2 separate regions of the Mus musculus genome follow, and region 1 is linked to region 2. A link is a contact called in public Micro-C data. All regions are on one chromosome and are shown on one strand. The core of a region is the stretch at or near the end of the contact, and the rest is flanking DNA. Distances in the headings are between cores, read along the strand shown. Region 1 overlaps Gm32633 (predicted gene, 32633). Region 2 overlaps Klf13 (Kruppel-like factor 13).

Region 1 (7,386 bases), core at 3,754-6,253, 86 kb before region 2:
GATGTAATCTAAAGTCATCTAGTGGATAGGCATGCCTGCGAGGGGTTACCTTGATAGCATCGACTTGAGATGGACTCACTCTGGATAGCACCATTCCCTAGTGGGATCCTGAACTGATAATTGGAGAAAGGGGTGCATACATTCACCTCTCTCTGTTCTTAGTTGTGGCTATGATATGACCAGCTGCTTCAAGTTCCTGCCTTTCACTATCATCAAAGGCTGTACCTGTTATGGTTTGTATATGCTAGGCCCAGGGAGTAGCACTATTAGAAGGTGAGGCCCTGTTGGAGTAAGTATGTCACTGTGGGTGTGGGCTTAAGACCCTCATCCTAGCTGCCTGGAAGTCAGTCTTACACTAGCAGCCTTCAGATGAAGCTGCAGAACTCTCAGCTCTGCCTGCAGAGTATTCTATCACTGGCAATGAGGAGAAAAAAACTAAGACGGATGCTCCTGTTTACAACAATGTATTCTATATTTCTTGAGTCTGTTGACCGGAGGCTGTGGTAGAGGCTGGAGCAAAGGACGCATTCTTCCAGGCCTTTCCCCTCTACAGGAATAAGGGAAGAAGCAAAGCCAGAGGCCCAAAGTTTCACATTTCAAAGAGAAGCTTCTAAGTTGGTGTGGAAATGTAGGAGCTGGTGAGAGCTGCACACCCTTAACTAACAAACTGTAAATTTGGATATCAGCTGTTTCACAAGGGGTAACTCAGGTCCTACCTGTCTCGAACCAGGTTTTGACTGAACTACACAGTAAACTGCAGCAATGTTGAGCTTCCTCTGGTAAATTCTTACAGTCTGTGTTATCCTAGTAATGTGGCCTTGAACTGTTAATAGTTATACTGATCTTTCTTTACTTTTTTTTTTTTTTCTGAGATGAGTTCTCTGTATAGTTCTGCCTGTCCTGGAACTGGCTTTGTAGATGAGGCTGGCCTCAAGCTCAGAGAGATACATCTGCCTCTATCTCTGCCTCTTGAGTGCTGACATCAAAGGCATGTCCCACCACACCCAGCTTTTTTTGTGTTCAAACATGGGAAAGTTAAGAAGCAGATAAATTCTTTTTTACTAAAAGTCTAAGAGTTTTTTATAAGCCAAGGCTGAGGCCTTGTTGAGGGAAGGGCTGAAAGAATCCCAAATGGTTTGGTAAGGAGTCCCTGTTACTCCTGTTGCTATTATAACCCAGAGGCTCTGGGCTCCCAAGGATGCTGCCTGGTTACTAGTCATCCTTTGGCCACCACTGTCCCCATGTGGTACAAATGCACAGGAGCCCATGGTGCTCAGAGGAGAGCAAAGGACATTACCCAGTCACAAGTCACATGTATCAGACACGTGCCCAACCACTGAAGCCCGAATCCTGACAGTAGGTCACAAGTCGAGAAAATATCACATTTACCCTTTATAACCATGCCCACTTTCTTGGCTCCCTAGGCTCATAGACCATGCCCAGGCTGTCCTGAGGCTGCCATACAGTAAGAAAGACCTTGATGGCCACATGAAAGGACAATAAGGAGGACTACACATGCACCAGGCAGGCAAAGGTATGCTTCCTAGACCTTCTAACCCAATCCAACTGCCAAACACAGAATAATAATTGTCATGTCCGCCAACACTTGTGATATGTGGCCTGTAGGATCTCATAACATAATAGGCTGCACAGCAACATGTGTGTCAAGTATGTAAGTTCTGTCCTCTAAGCCCCAGGGAATATGGGGAAGATGGCCTATCATCTTCTTAAAAAGACTGTCATTGATAAGATACCATTAGGCTATGCTGTGGCTTTGGTGCTTGGAGGTTATCATCAAAAACAAGCTGTTAAAAAGAAGGGTGAGGGCTGGAGAGATGGCTCAGCAGTTAAGAGCACTGGTTGCTCTTCCGAAGGTCCTGAGTTCAAATTCCAGCAACCACATAGTGGCTCACAACCATCTGTAATGAGATCTGACGCCCTCTTCTGGTGTGTCTGAAGACAGGTAAAGTGTACTTACATAAAATAATAAATAATTCTTTGGGCCAGAGCAAGCAGAGGTCCTGAGTTCAATTCCCAGCAACCACATGATGACTCACAACCATCTGTAATGCTACAGTGTATTCATATACATAATAAAAATAAATAAATCTTTTTTTAAAGAAGGAAGGCTGAGCTGGGAAAGGAGAGTGAAATGTAAATGTGATTGTTGTCAGTTTGACTGGATATGGGAACAACTAAGAGACACACCTCTGGGTAGGTCTTCAAGGGTATATCCTGGGCCCATTGGCTAAGACAGAAAAGCCCTTTCCTCGGAGTAGTAGAACCCACCATCTGCTGCCCAGACATAGAGAGGTGAGAAATACGTCTCATGTGCCTGCCTTGCACCTTGCTGGCAAGTGCAGCCTTTGGTTGCTGCCTCTGCTGCTGCCATCCTTAGCTGTTGCTTAACCCAGCTTCTTTGACCTTCCACCATGAACTAAAGATCAGATCTCCAGGAATCCTCCATAACTCAGTGCCAGCTTGGGATCATTGAGGTTTCTGGCCTTGGGGACTGAGCAGGTCGCAGTTCTCAGTCTGGCCAGGGTGCAGACTTTCATTGCTAGACTACCCAGCACATATCCTATAAGACAATCTAATACATTTCCTTTGTTTTATATGCTCACTCAGTTCTGTTCCCCTACATAACCCTGACTGTCACAGAATTCATGGGATAAGAAGGGGATTCCCACGAACCTAGGGGACAGAATCCAAGCATCCGTAGTCGGTCAACATTCAGAAGTACAGCTAGCCGGGTTGAGAACTCCAGTTGAGAGGGGGATTAGCTCAAATGGTAGAGCGCTCGCTTAGCATGTGAGAGGTAGCAGGATTGATGCCCGCATCCTCCAGTTCCCTTTCCCAGCACTCGGGAGGCAGAGGCAGGCAGATTTCTGATTTCGAGGCCAGCCTGGTCTACAAAGTGAGTTCCAGGACAGCCAGGGCTATACAGAGAAACCCTGTCTCAAAAAAACAAAAACAAACAAACAAACAAACAAACAAAAGAAACTCCAGTTGTTTTCTTGGGTTTTTCTGTTGTTGCTGTTTTTGTTGTTGTTGTCGGTGGTGGTGGTGTTTTTTTTTTTTAATTTACTTATTTTTAGTATGTGTATATGTATGGGTATGTACACATAGGTACACATATGGAGAGCAGAAGAGGGAGTTGGATTCCCTGGAGCTGGAATCACACGTGTCTGTAAGTCATCCTACATAGGTGCTGGGCCATGAACTCAGGTCCTCTGGGAGAGCAGTACACAAAGTACATCTTAACTGCAAAGAGGTGGATCTCTCCAGCCTGCAAAGTCCTGTTCTTAATTCTTGGTTATTCTATGGCTTGAGCGTGACCTCTAAATAATCAGGCGTAGGAACGTTAGTTCCTCTGTGCTGTGGGGCGGGGAATGGATCACCAAGGCAGATGTCTCAGAAGAATGTATTAGCTATAGTGGAGGCTAGACCTCTCTGTCTTGTGCACGCATACTTTCTCTATCTTTCAGCTTCTACCTGCCTAGGAAGCGGCAGGTAGCCATCTCCAGCTGTGGCCATATGACCTTGAACTTTCCAGCCTTGGAGACTGTGAACCTAAAATAATCAGTCTTCTTTCTTTACTTTGTCTCGTGTATCAGACAGTCCTTAGAAAATGGACTCATGGCTTGGCCAAGGTTGAGAGCCACACTGACAATTTGTTGCAGAGGCTGAAGATGAAAATCAGACAGTGGACCGCTGACTAAGGTGGACCATGAGCCAAGCCAGTATTTAACTCCAGCCACAAGGCTATGGGACAAAAGTAAACAAGAAGGTTCTAGAAGAAGGGCTAGAGCCACAGGATTGGACATGCACCTCCTACCCTGCCTGTGAGGAACTATTCCTTCTATCTAGATTTGGCATTTGCAGTGGTCAAGAGATAAAAGACAAACTACACTAAACTATGGGGAAAATCTCTAGACACCCTGACCAACCTCCTCCTGGCTCTCTTCATCTTTGCCAGCTGTGAGAAGTAGAGACCTATAGTCCACATCTCTGATTCCCCAGGCTAGTGTCTGGCACGGATCTACAAATACCAGCACGTTGACCTCCTGGGTTGCAAAGCTTGATTAGGAGGCCCAAATGTAATCCAGGTTGGCTGGGAACAAAGGAACATGGGGCACTCCCTGGGTGGCCTGGCCTTCCAGGGAGGCTCTAGGTGGCCCAAGTTTTCAATCCCAGCTCCAGCCTTCTTGGCTTTGGTTTCAAAGACCACCAGTGCAAAGTGAAATGGATACTATCACCGTGTATGGCCACGGTCTGAAACGTGAAATGGCATATGGTCCTGGCGGGGATCAGGGAGTGGTAGGCATAGCCTCAAAGCCTGCGTCAGCGACGCCTTTCCCGAACCCAGTGGGTGTGTGTTGCAGGAACAGTGGGCTTTCCAATGCAGGAAGCAGCAGGGCAGTGGGTTTTCTCCACTCTGTGGCAGGTTGATCCATTTGGCAGAGGCCTGGCAGGCCCAGATGGTAAGAGGCCTGGAAGTCAGGGCTAAATTTGGACTTGGACAGAAAGGTAAATTTTCAGGAGGCCTCTGAAGAAGGCTGCTATTGGTGATTTAAAAAAAATAAATAAATAGCGCGCGCGCGCACACACACACACACACACACACACACACACGCACGCATGCGCGGGTGGGATTGCGGGGGGGGGGGGGGGGGGCAGATAGAGAATGAATTAGGGAAAGGGTAGCCTTGGCTCCAGAGCTGCCCTGGGAGGCAGGTGGATGTCACTGGGCTCCAGGCTTGGGCAGGCTAATCCCTTACATCATGTTCTCCAAGGCTCCTCCCTTCTTGGCCCTGACTGCCAACTCACAAGGGTGGTTTCCACAGAAGCCCCCCCACCCCACCCCTGAGCATCCAATATGGCCTGCCCCTGCAGGTACAGGAGCCTGGTGCCACCCGCACATGGGCCAGGTGGAGCTGCACCTTGGCCAGGAACCTGCGCAGGAGGAGCAGCTGGCCACCCTGCTCGGGGTGAGGAGAGGAAGCTATTTTGGGTTGAAACCCAGGCTGTGTGAATGCTGTCTACAAAGGAGCTTCTACCCACAGCCTGGGGAACACCATCTGCCCTGAAGAGCGGGCTGCACATGCCAACACGCGGACTTCAAACTCAAGCCCCTTGCAGCTCCATGGAGCCCTGTCTGGGCCCAACCACTCCAGCTTTTTCCTCAAGCCTGGCCTGGCCCTTGCTGTCATGAGGCCTGAGCAGCTGTAAAAGAGACACAGCCATTCCCTTTGTAGTCGGCTTCACCTCCCAAAACTGAAAGGGAGGGTGGGCAGTTTAATCTTATCTTGCCTTACAGAAATGGTAAGTGGGGTACTCAAGAGCAGCTGCTATGGGGTACAGGAGATAGACTACTCCCAGGACTGCCTCATGTAGCAGGGATACCAGGCCTGGTTCCCCATGGTCTTCTCTAATAGACACAATGGAGACCCTGCCATCTCTACACCGAGTCAGTTCAGACTGGCCCAGTCCTGAAGGCTTCTCGATGCTCCCCATGGCCCTGTGCTTGGATAACCAACGAAATGGGAATGATTAGGGTCCCTTGTTGGAAGCCTAGGCTCATCACTCACACACTCACCTTGGTGGTACATCTGCCCTAAATGCGCCTCTCCTTCAACCTGGATCCTCTGCCTGAGAACCGGCATGGGATGAGAGGGTTTGGGAAAAGGGTGCTTCTAGTCTCTTTGATGTCCATCCAGGGTATTAATTTTTGGAACTGGGTAGTACCCTAGCTGACTTCCCACGAGCCCACCTCTTTGGATGGTGGCCCCAGCTGTTATCCAGCTGGCCACTCACTGAGATAATTGTAGCCACCTTGCTTCTGACAATAAAGTGGCACCACCTGTCAACTACTCTATGGCCACCCTGTCACCCACAGCAGCTTTACTGTCATCCCTGGCCCTCAAAAGGCAGTCACACTGAGTTTCTCAACAATGCTTCCTCTTTGACACATTAGTAAATGCAGCAACCTGGGTTTGGACCTCACCTCTCCTCGCTTTTCTCCTCATGGTCCTGGCATTCCTCAGCGTGTAGTTTGGGCTGTCCCTTCCCAGCTACTCCAAGAGTCATCCTATAACACGGGAGCAATGTTGCCCCAGGTCCCTGCCTGAATAGGAAGTTCTGCCTCAGGGAAGGGCTGCCTATGGGGATGGTTCTAACCCATCCGCACTTCCATTCTTCCTGGGTCTGGGCACAGGCTATTGTTCTAGGTGGTGCCTGGACCTGTGAAATCTGCAGCCCGAAACTCCTCCCTCCCCTGTGACACCTGCTGCAAACCATGGAGGAAGCTGCGGATGGTAGGCACACAAAGTGAAGTCGGCCAGTTACAGAGGACATACCCAGATAGCTCTCTCTGCTCATCCAAAGTGTCCAGAGCCCTCAGTTTCATGGAGAGGTGGGGAAGATGGTTGTCTGGAGCTGGGAGGGAAGTTGGGAAGTTTGTTGCTTAACCAGGCAGAGTTTCCGTTTTGCAAGAGAAAAAGACTTCTGTGGTTTGGATGCTATGCTAGCTAGTTTTAGGTCACCTTGACACAGCTGATAGTCATCTGAGAGGAGGGAATCTCAAAGGAAGAAAATGCCCCCATAAGATCTGGCTTTAGGCAAGCCCATAGGACATTTTCTTAACTAGTGATCATTGGGTAAGGCCCAGCCTATTGTAAATGGGCTATTGGCTCTGGGTTCTATACAAAAGCAGGATGAGCAAGCCCTGAGGAACTAGCCAGTAAGCAGCATAGCTATATGGTCACTGTGTCAGCTCCAGATTCCAGGTTCCTGTCCTGTTGGACTTCCTGTCCTGACTTCCTCTGGTGATAAACAGTAATGTGAAAGTGTTGGTCATGGTGTTTCATCAGAGCACTAGTAACTGTAACCAGGACAGATGTGATGGTCACACAGCACTATAAGTCTGCTGACCACCTCTGGCCTATGCACTTAAAAGTGATTTATTTGTTTTACATTGTCTGTTTATTTTTAATTTCTCAAGACAGGGTTTCTCTGCATAACCCTGGCTGTCCTGGAACTTGTTCTATAGACCAAGTTGGCCTTGAACTCAGAGATCCACCTGCCTCTGCCTCCCAAGTGGTAGGATTAAAGGAGTGTGCTGACAGGCTTATATGTATTTTCTAACAATTAGCCATTAAACATGCTCACACATGCATGCATACACACACACACACACACACACACACACCCCAAAACAAACAAAACAACTTGCCTCCTACACTAGATTTTTCATTGCTGCTACAAATGCCTGAGATAAATATGTCAGAGGAGGAGAGACCCATTTGGGCTCCCAGATGAAGTTCTGGTCCATTGCTGTGGCCTTGTGGGGAGAGAGAATTTCACAGCTGTGCAAAGAGGGATCTG
Region 2 (7,110 bases), core at 4,328-6,827:
CTGGGGAGGCCCAGCTCCTTCAGGATGGTCCTCCACCTCTCCCAGAGCAGGGGAAGTGCTTTATCTGCACACACCTTAGGAGACCCAGCAGGGCCAGCTGTCTCCAGGGCTTAATTCTCCAAGGAACTGCTGAGATGTTGTGTCCACCCCATTTTGTTTTGCAGTAGGATTTAAAAAAACTATTATTTGAAAAAAAAAAATTGGTGAGTGTGCACATCCGGCAATCTATAAAGCTTAAGTAGCAGGTTATTGCACACATTTTATTATAATAAATGGCTCCTTTGTTGTCCCCCCCAACTGTGCCTCTCCCAAGGCAGTGCTGCCAGTTCGGTTCCATGGCTGTTTCCTTTGGCATTTGGCCTCTAAGAAGGAGTCTGGCTTTATCTCTCAACTTACGTGATGGCAGATGAGGATGCCGCCCCCCCTACCTCCCACTCATGGCACCTTTGCTCCTCTCCCATGGTAATAGGATCCATTTGTAGGTGACTGCATGTGAGTTGCAGGGGACCTGTACAACACGTGTGTGTGCCTCATTCCTACCCCCCATCGACTCAAATCTAGTTGTCTTTGGCACAGGTTTCTCTGTTACTGGTTTTCCAGATGTCTTCCTGGGCCTGGGCTCCTGCTGGTGTGTCCCTCGGAGGGTGGAAGCTCATGTGTGCTTCATCTTCAGCAGTGGGGCATGCCTCCACTGCTGCTGAGGAGGGTGTGGAGTGGGCTTAGAGGATGGGAAATGGCTCCATCTTGGTCTTGGTAGTTCAGATTTGCCTGTGAGAGTTTTCTTGGGACTATGAAACCCACATTGCTAAGGCTAGAGCCCTTCTGTTGCTGGCCATTTGTGTCTCCCCTGCTTGGCTCCTCTCTGGACTGTCTCTCTGTCTCTGTCCTGCCTCCCCTCCCCTCCCCTCCCCTCCCCCCCCTCCCTAAGACTTGTTTATTTTTGTTTTGTATCTGTGGATGTTTGCCTGCATGTATGTATGTGTGTGTACGTGCCACATGTATGCCTGATCACCTGTGGGGACCAGAAGAGGGTGTTTGATCTCCTGGAACTGAGCCATGTGAGTGCTGGGAACCTAATCCAGGTTCTCTGAAAATACTTGAAATACTGAGCCATCTTTCCAGCCCAAATACTTTTTTTTGTTAAAGATTTATCTTTATTATTTTTAATTTAGTTTTTTGAGAATTTCTTATTTTTAAGATTTATTTATTTTTTATGTATATGAGTCACTGTAGCTGTACAGATGGTTGTGAACCTTCATGTGGTTGTTGGGAATTGAATTTTAGGACCTCTGCTCGCTCTGTTTAGCCCCGCTTGCTCATTCCCTGTTCGCTCCTGCCCAAAGATTTATTTATTATACATAAGTACACCATAGCTGTATTCAGACACACCAGAAGAGGGCTTCAGATCTCATTATGTGGGTGGCTGGGAATTGAACTCAGGACCTTTGGAAGAGCAGTCAGTGCTCTTACCCACTGAGCCATCTCTCCAGTCCTTGAGAATTTCTACGTGCATACAGAATTTGCATTGTCCTCCCACTCCCTCTCATTTTCAATTATGTTCGTGTTTGTGTGGGTTTGTGTATGTGGGTGCAGATGTCTGCAGGCGGGTGTCTGATACCCTAGACCTGGAGTTACAGGTAGTTATGAGCTGCCAAGTGTGGGTGCTAGGAATCGACATCAGGTCCTGTATAAGAGCAGAGTGTGCTCTTAACCACTGAGCTATCACTCCAATTCTGGGAGGGGTAGATTTGTGAGCATGCCTGCTGTGCGCCGCTTCCCCCCCCCCCCCCCCCCCCCCCCCCCCCCCCCGTGGCTTGTGAAGGGTATCCTTACATACTTGCTTCATGAGCTATCTGGCCAGCCTGGGGTGGGGGTGGAGTTCCATTGCCAGGGACTGAAACTATTTGGATTGGCCTTCATTTCTTCTTTCCCCTCCTTATCCATTTGTCCCATATGCTGTTCTCTTTGAATTTCCTTCAGCATTTGTTCTAACGCTAACCGGGCTTTTCATTTCTGACCCACTTTCTTCCATTGCTTATTGCCTCAGGCTTCTGCGGCTCTTGTGCACTTCCTCTTCCGCTCCTGCCGTGCTCAGCCTCAGGATTGTAGTGGGAGCTTGGGAAGTGTGTTTCTCATTCCTGACTCTTTTCCCCTGCTCTCCACTGTCTTTTGACCTACAGGGCCAGGGGCTGAGTTTTCCGGTGTCTGGTGCTGCTCTGATGGTAGAGGTCTGTTAGGCCATTTTCTTCAGGCCTTTGCCTGAGGGAGGAGTCTGCTGCCCTGCGGGGTGGGGGTAGGGGTGGAGTCAGAACCAAATTGGGGAGGGGGCGGACTTTAGGGTGGCTACATCTAGCCTGTGAGCTGTTCCCCAGGCTCTGTTGAGAAAACTGCCACACCCTGAGCCAGAAGACTTGCTGTTCAAAGCCTTCCATTAGCTAGTCTCTGCTGTAGCAGGTATGGGAAGGGTGGGCAGGCAGCCATGAGGAGAGGGATCCTGTGTTTGCATTGCCTTTAATAATGTTCTCAATCCTATAGCTGCCAGAGGCTTCTGATCCCCTGGGTTGGGTACATTGTATAGGGTAAGGAGTGCCCCCTTTCACTGCCTCTGTTGTCTCAGCTCCAGCTTCTAAGTGTTACCCTTGCCCTTTATCTCTTGCTTTGTCTGTTAATTTGTGTCTGTGGAAATCAGAAATCAGCTTTACCCAGAGTTCCTGTTGGCCTTAGGTCTAACACGGGAGGTCTAGGGAGAGCTGAGAGCTAGAAAAGAGATGATGAACAAACTGTTTATTTATTGGGGGGGAGGAGGCATGCCCTTGGTAGTCAAAGGACAGTTGGGATGAATTGGTTCTCTTCTACCAGGCCCAGGTCCCAGGACTCCTTCCTTCTGGTTCTAGGTCCCTACATGGACAATCCAGGCCTGGTGTAACAGCCACAGACGGTGACCAGAGGTCTGAGCTCATTCCCACTTTTCACTGCAGTAATTTTTCAGCATTCAGATTGGGCCATTGTCACAGCATGGGACACGATGACATCTGCTCCTATTGTATTAGAAGCATTGGAACATAACCAGGGCATGAAGAAAGGGAGAGTGAAGGAAGTATACCCTGCCTTTTTCGTTTTTTAAAGGAAATGCGCCTAGAAGCAGTTCACCAAGCCAGGTCTAGGGCAGTCTGCAAAGAACAGCCAGCCTCTCAAACTGAAGTCCGTCCCTCTGAAGAATGGTTGCTGGGCTAGTGGTAGCGTTTGCAACCCACTGCAGATGGTTCGTGTGCCTACCTTCCAGGTGGGAAGCGACTCATTAGGAAAGTGTCTGCTTGATAGAAGTGACCACCGTGGGTTGCTCTTAACGTAGTTGAGGAGCCGAAGAGATTAGTTTATCCATCTTCATCTTTTTCTGTCTATTGAACCTGATTTAGCCATTTGCACTAGGTCAGCAGTAATACGTTGTTACTCCAAGTAGAGCCATGTGACCGTTGTTATGATCACTGAAGGCAAAGGACATCATTGTCTGTCATCCATTAAGTGGACTATGGTGATCATGTTTCCCTGGGTCCCCCCTGCCATCTAAGATTTGACTTGTTTTTTCATGGTTTTGGTTTTTGTTTGTTTTTGTTTTGTTTTGAGACTCCTGGGCCTGGTAGAAGAGAAGCAATTCATCCCAACTCTCCGTATAGCCCTGGCTGGAACTTGCTATGGAGACCAGCCTGGCCTGCAGCTCACTGAGGTCCACCTGCCTCTACTTCCTGGGTGCTGGGATTAAAGGCGAGCACTGCCATCATGCCCAGTGTTGCCAGGGTTTTTTTTGTTTTTGTTTTTGTTTTTGTTTTTTTGGTTTTTTTGGTTTTTCGAGACAGGGTTTCTCTGTATAGCCCTGCCTATCCTGGAACTCACTTTAGACCAGGCTGGCCTCGAACTCAGAAATCTGCCTGCCTCTGCCTCCCAAGTGCTTAAAGGTGTGCGCCACCACGCCCGGCACCATTTTTTTTTTTTAATAAACACTTTTATTTATTCTTTGACAATTTCATACACACATACCATGTGTCTATTGATTCTTGGTCCCCAACTCTCCTCTCACATTTTCCCTTACCCCTTCAGCTTGTCTTTCTTTAATCCTTATTATTCTTTAAAAAAAAAAAAAAACAAAAAAAACAAAAAAAAAAAAACAAGGCAATGAGTCCAGTTAATGCTGCCCTTCTGCAGATGGGTATGGGGCCATTCACCCACCAGAGCACATACAACTTACCAGTGGCCACAACCCTAAAAAATGGTGGTCCCACCACCACAGCAGCCAAAACCCATCAATTGCCACATAGCTTGTCAGCTGGTGGTAGGAGCTCGTGAGCCCTTCCCTGGCCCATGCTAGAATGCGCACAGGCTTGATCTTGTGCAGGTAACGTCAGAGGATGTGAGCTCATTAGTGCAGCAGCCATGCCAAGTCAAAAAGAGGTAGACCTTCAACAATTTTGAGGGGTATTGGCTATGATGTTCAATTTCACTGTCAACCAAACTGGATTTAGAATCACCCAGGAGACACTTCTCTGGGAAGACCTACCTGATGTGTGTGGGTGATACCACCTGATGATCTGGGGTCCCAGACTATATAAAAAGCAGACACACACCAGCATTAATCGTTCTGCTACCCGAGAATGCAATGTAACCAGCTGCCCGGTGCTCCTGCCTCCTGCCACGATGAACTGTTGTTCTCCAAACCCTGAGCCCAGAATAAAGTCTTCCTTACATCTCTGGTCAGGTACTTAGACACAGCAACAAGAATAGCAATTCTACACAGGCTAAGTATTCTGTAGACTGTCCCTCAGCCTGTAGCTGTCTGATCTTTCTTTCTCTCATGGTTGGACTGGGTTTGTGGCTTTCGGAGGTAAACACAGCAGAAAGGAAGAGTCTTTCCATTTCATGCCTGTGGGGAATCCAGTTCATGTGAATTTAGTGCTATTTATGTTGTTACTCAAATATCCCAGCCCTGGACAGGGACTCTTTAGGCCTGTTCCTGTGTCCTTTTGACATGCCCCTTCGTTTTTGAATTTTTGTCTGTTTCCTGACTTTCTGGCATTATATGATGCTCGGGCTTACGGACTTTTCCTGTCCCAGCCCACAGATCAAATCCAAAGGACCCTGTTTCCTCTCACTGCAGAATGGTATCAGAATCCAGGATCTGGGTGTGCTCCTTGTGACTGGGGTGTGGCTGCCACTATGCCACTCTGCGTAGAGCTGTGTGTGTGTGTGTGTGTGTGTGTGTGTGTGTGTGTGTGTAACATTTACATTGTTTAACACATTAACGAAATACACCATATCTCTCTGTCCTTCCATATCTAGCTCTTCTTATTTGTGGCCAGCCTCTGGGACTAGACTCCCAGTGGACTGCCCCTTTCTGTGACCCCTCTACATCTACCCCCCAGCAGTGGCCTTACCTGTGTCCCCTTTCCTTAGTGCACCCGGGAGGCAGGTGTAGATTGTTAGACCACGCTTAGAGTTGATGTTTTGCTGACTACAGTGCAGGTCCTTTTGCCTGCTCTTAAAGAGTTTCCAGTCACAGCACTGTGTTCCCAGTAACTTAGGTCAGCTGCTGTCCCACCCTGCACAAAGGCATGTGACTCAGTCTGTCCCAGCCTGGGATTCCCCAGCTTCCTGGTTGGTGTTTATTTGTGTAGCCTGAAATGCCTTGTTTGTGAATACAGTTCCAAGTGCTGGGGTGGTGGTGGTTGTTGTTGTTGTTATGGTGTTGGGTTGAGATGGAGACTGCACTAAGGTTACCCCCAACCCCAGAACTGACAAATGCAGTCTTTATCTACTTACTGTCCTTATACCACTATAGAAGTCACCCTGTTCATCCCCTTATAGACGCTAACCAGTCTCACATCCCTCTGTCCTTGGTGGGATTTCTGTCTATAGGTCTGTGATTTACAGAATGAAATATAAATAGAGCCATGGGAAGTGCAGCCTTTTATGTCTGGTTGTTTCACCTTAGCAAAGTTCATTCATAACTTATCCATTTTGTTGTGAGTCAGGAGCTTCTTTTTAACCATTGAATAATATTCCATTGTGTGGATACACCAAAATCTGTCTCTCCATCTGTAGAAAGTCCATGCCTCCATTTGAGATAGTTACGAATAGCTGTTTTAAGGTTTGTGTACAGGTCTTAGTATGAAATCTATTTTTAGTTCACCTTGGTGAAGGCCTATGAGTGGGGTTAGGGTGTTGTGTATAAGGTTGTATAAATTCATAAGACTCTGTGGGAGACTTTGCACAGTGGCTGTTTCTCTCTCCTAGTGTGAGAGTGAATTGGTCCAGCAGCACTCAGTGCTGGCAACTTTCTGATTCTAACATTGCCATGAACGTGTGGAGTGCTGTCCTCTCCTGTTCTCATTTGTAGTCATAAGGTCAGAAGATGCTGAGCACCCGTGAGCTGTTGACCATCCTCTTCAACATCCTTCTCAGACTATTGTTGAAGCTGGGAGCTTATTGTTGAAACTTCAGAGCAGTTTATATATGCCGGATGACTGCAAGTTCTCTCTCTCTCTCTCTCTTTCACCCGTCCCCCCCCCCCCCCACACACACACACACACACTCTGTTTCTTTCTGATTTTTTGAGACATGATTTCTCTGTGTAATACCCAGACAGAGACTGTTGATGCTGGCTTCTGAAATGGGATATGGTCCCTTCAGTTCAGGATGACAAAGCAGGCCCCCATGTGGCTCTCTGCAGCTTGGGGACGAGGAGCCAGGAAGATAGACACACTGTTGTTGTTCCTTTGGAAAGCAGTTCTGCGACCTAAGGATTGAGTGGGAAGAGATGGAAATGTCTGCTCTTTGGGTTCAGCTCACTCTCCCTCATAGCTTGATAGCCTGGAGAAGAGCTTTGACAGAGCATTCTGCATCTGAAAGCTTTTACAGTGGCTATTTCTCCCGTCGCATATATCTCCAGTAGTAATAGGGCGGAGCTCCTGAGAGAGCCTGTCTGTGATGGCTGCATATTCCCCCCACAGAAAACAAGAGTGTTGATTATTGTCGTTTTATAGGGGTTCAGAGAAACGGAAAATTTCAAATGTGTTTTGTAACCCTTAGTAAAAGGAGGGGAAACACTGTTATGAAATG

What was found. Hi-C and Micro-C count contacts between places; a contact is called where the count stands out from the background.
Region 1: a contact with region 2 is called in a Micro-C map of the G1E-ER4 cell line. The contact joins two enhancer-like sites. A contact is called at or near these places in 2 of 15 datasets of contacts at CTCF or cohesin (CD8 T cells and large pre-B cells), 7 of 484 Hi-C or Micro-C datasets (the G1E-ER4 cell line, brain, cerebellum and 2 more), 8 of 115 datasets of contacts at active chromatin or transcription factors (the SCID.adh cell line, bone marrow-derived macrophages, double positive thymocytes and 3 more) and 3 of 9 other capture datasets (adipose tissue, embryonic stem cells and liver).

Annotation. Positions count from the first base shown.
Region 1 is chr7:63,989,373-63,996,758 of GRCm38.p6, reverse strand. The region is part of intron 1 of Gm32633 (predicted gene, 32633); the gene reads right to left. Among named protein-coding and RNA genes, the nearest start is that of Gm32633, 6.2 kb to the right of the region's middle. Within about 2 kb of position 5,003, at least 62 of the 459 cell types and tissues checked have an H3K27ac peak or open chromatin away from gene starts, as enhancers often do. A contact at or near this core is called in CD8 T cells and the G1E-ER4 cell line, where this site is marked.
Region 2 is chr7:63,903,873-63,910,982 of GRCm38.p6, reverse strand. The region is part of intron 1 of Klf13 (Kruppel-like factor 13); the gene reads left to right. Among named protein-coding and RNA genes, the nearest start is that of E030018B13Rik, 9.4 kb to the left of the region's middle. Within about 2 kb of position 5,577, at least 114 of the 459 cell types and tissues checked have an H3K27ac peak or open chromatin away from gene starts, as enhancers often do. A contact at or near this core is called in CD8 T cells and the G1E-ER4 cell line, where this site is marked.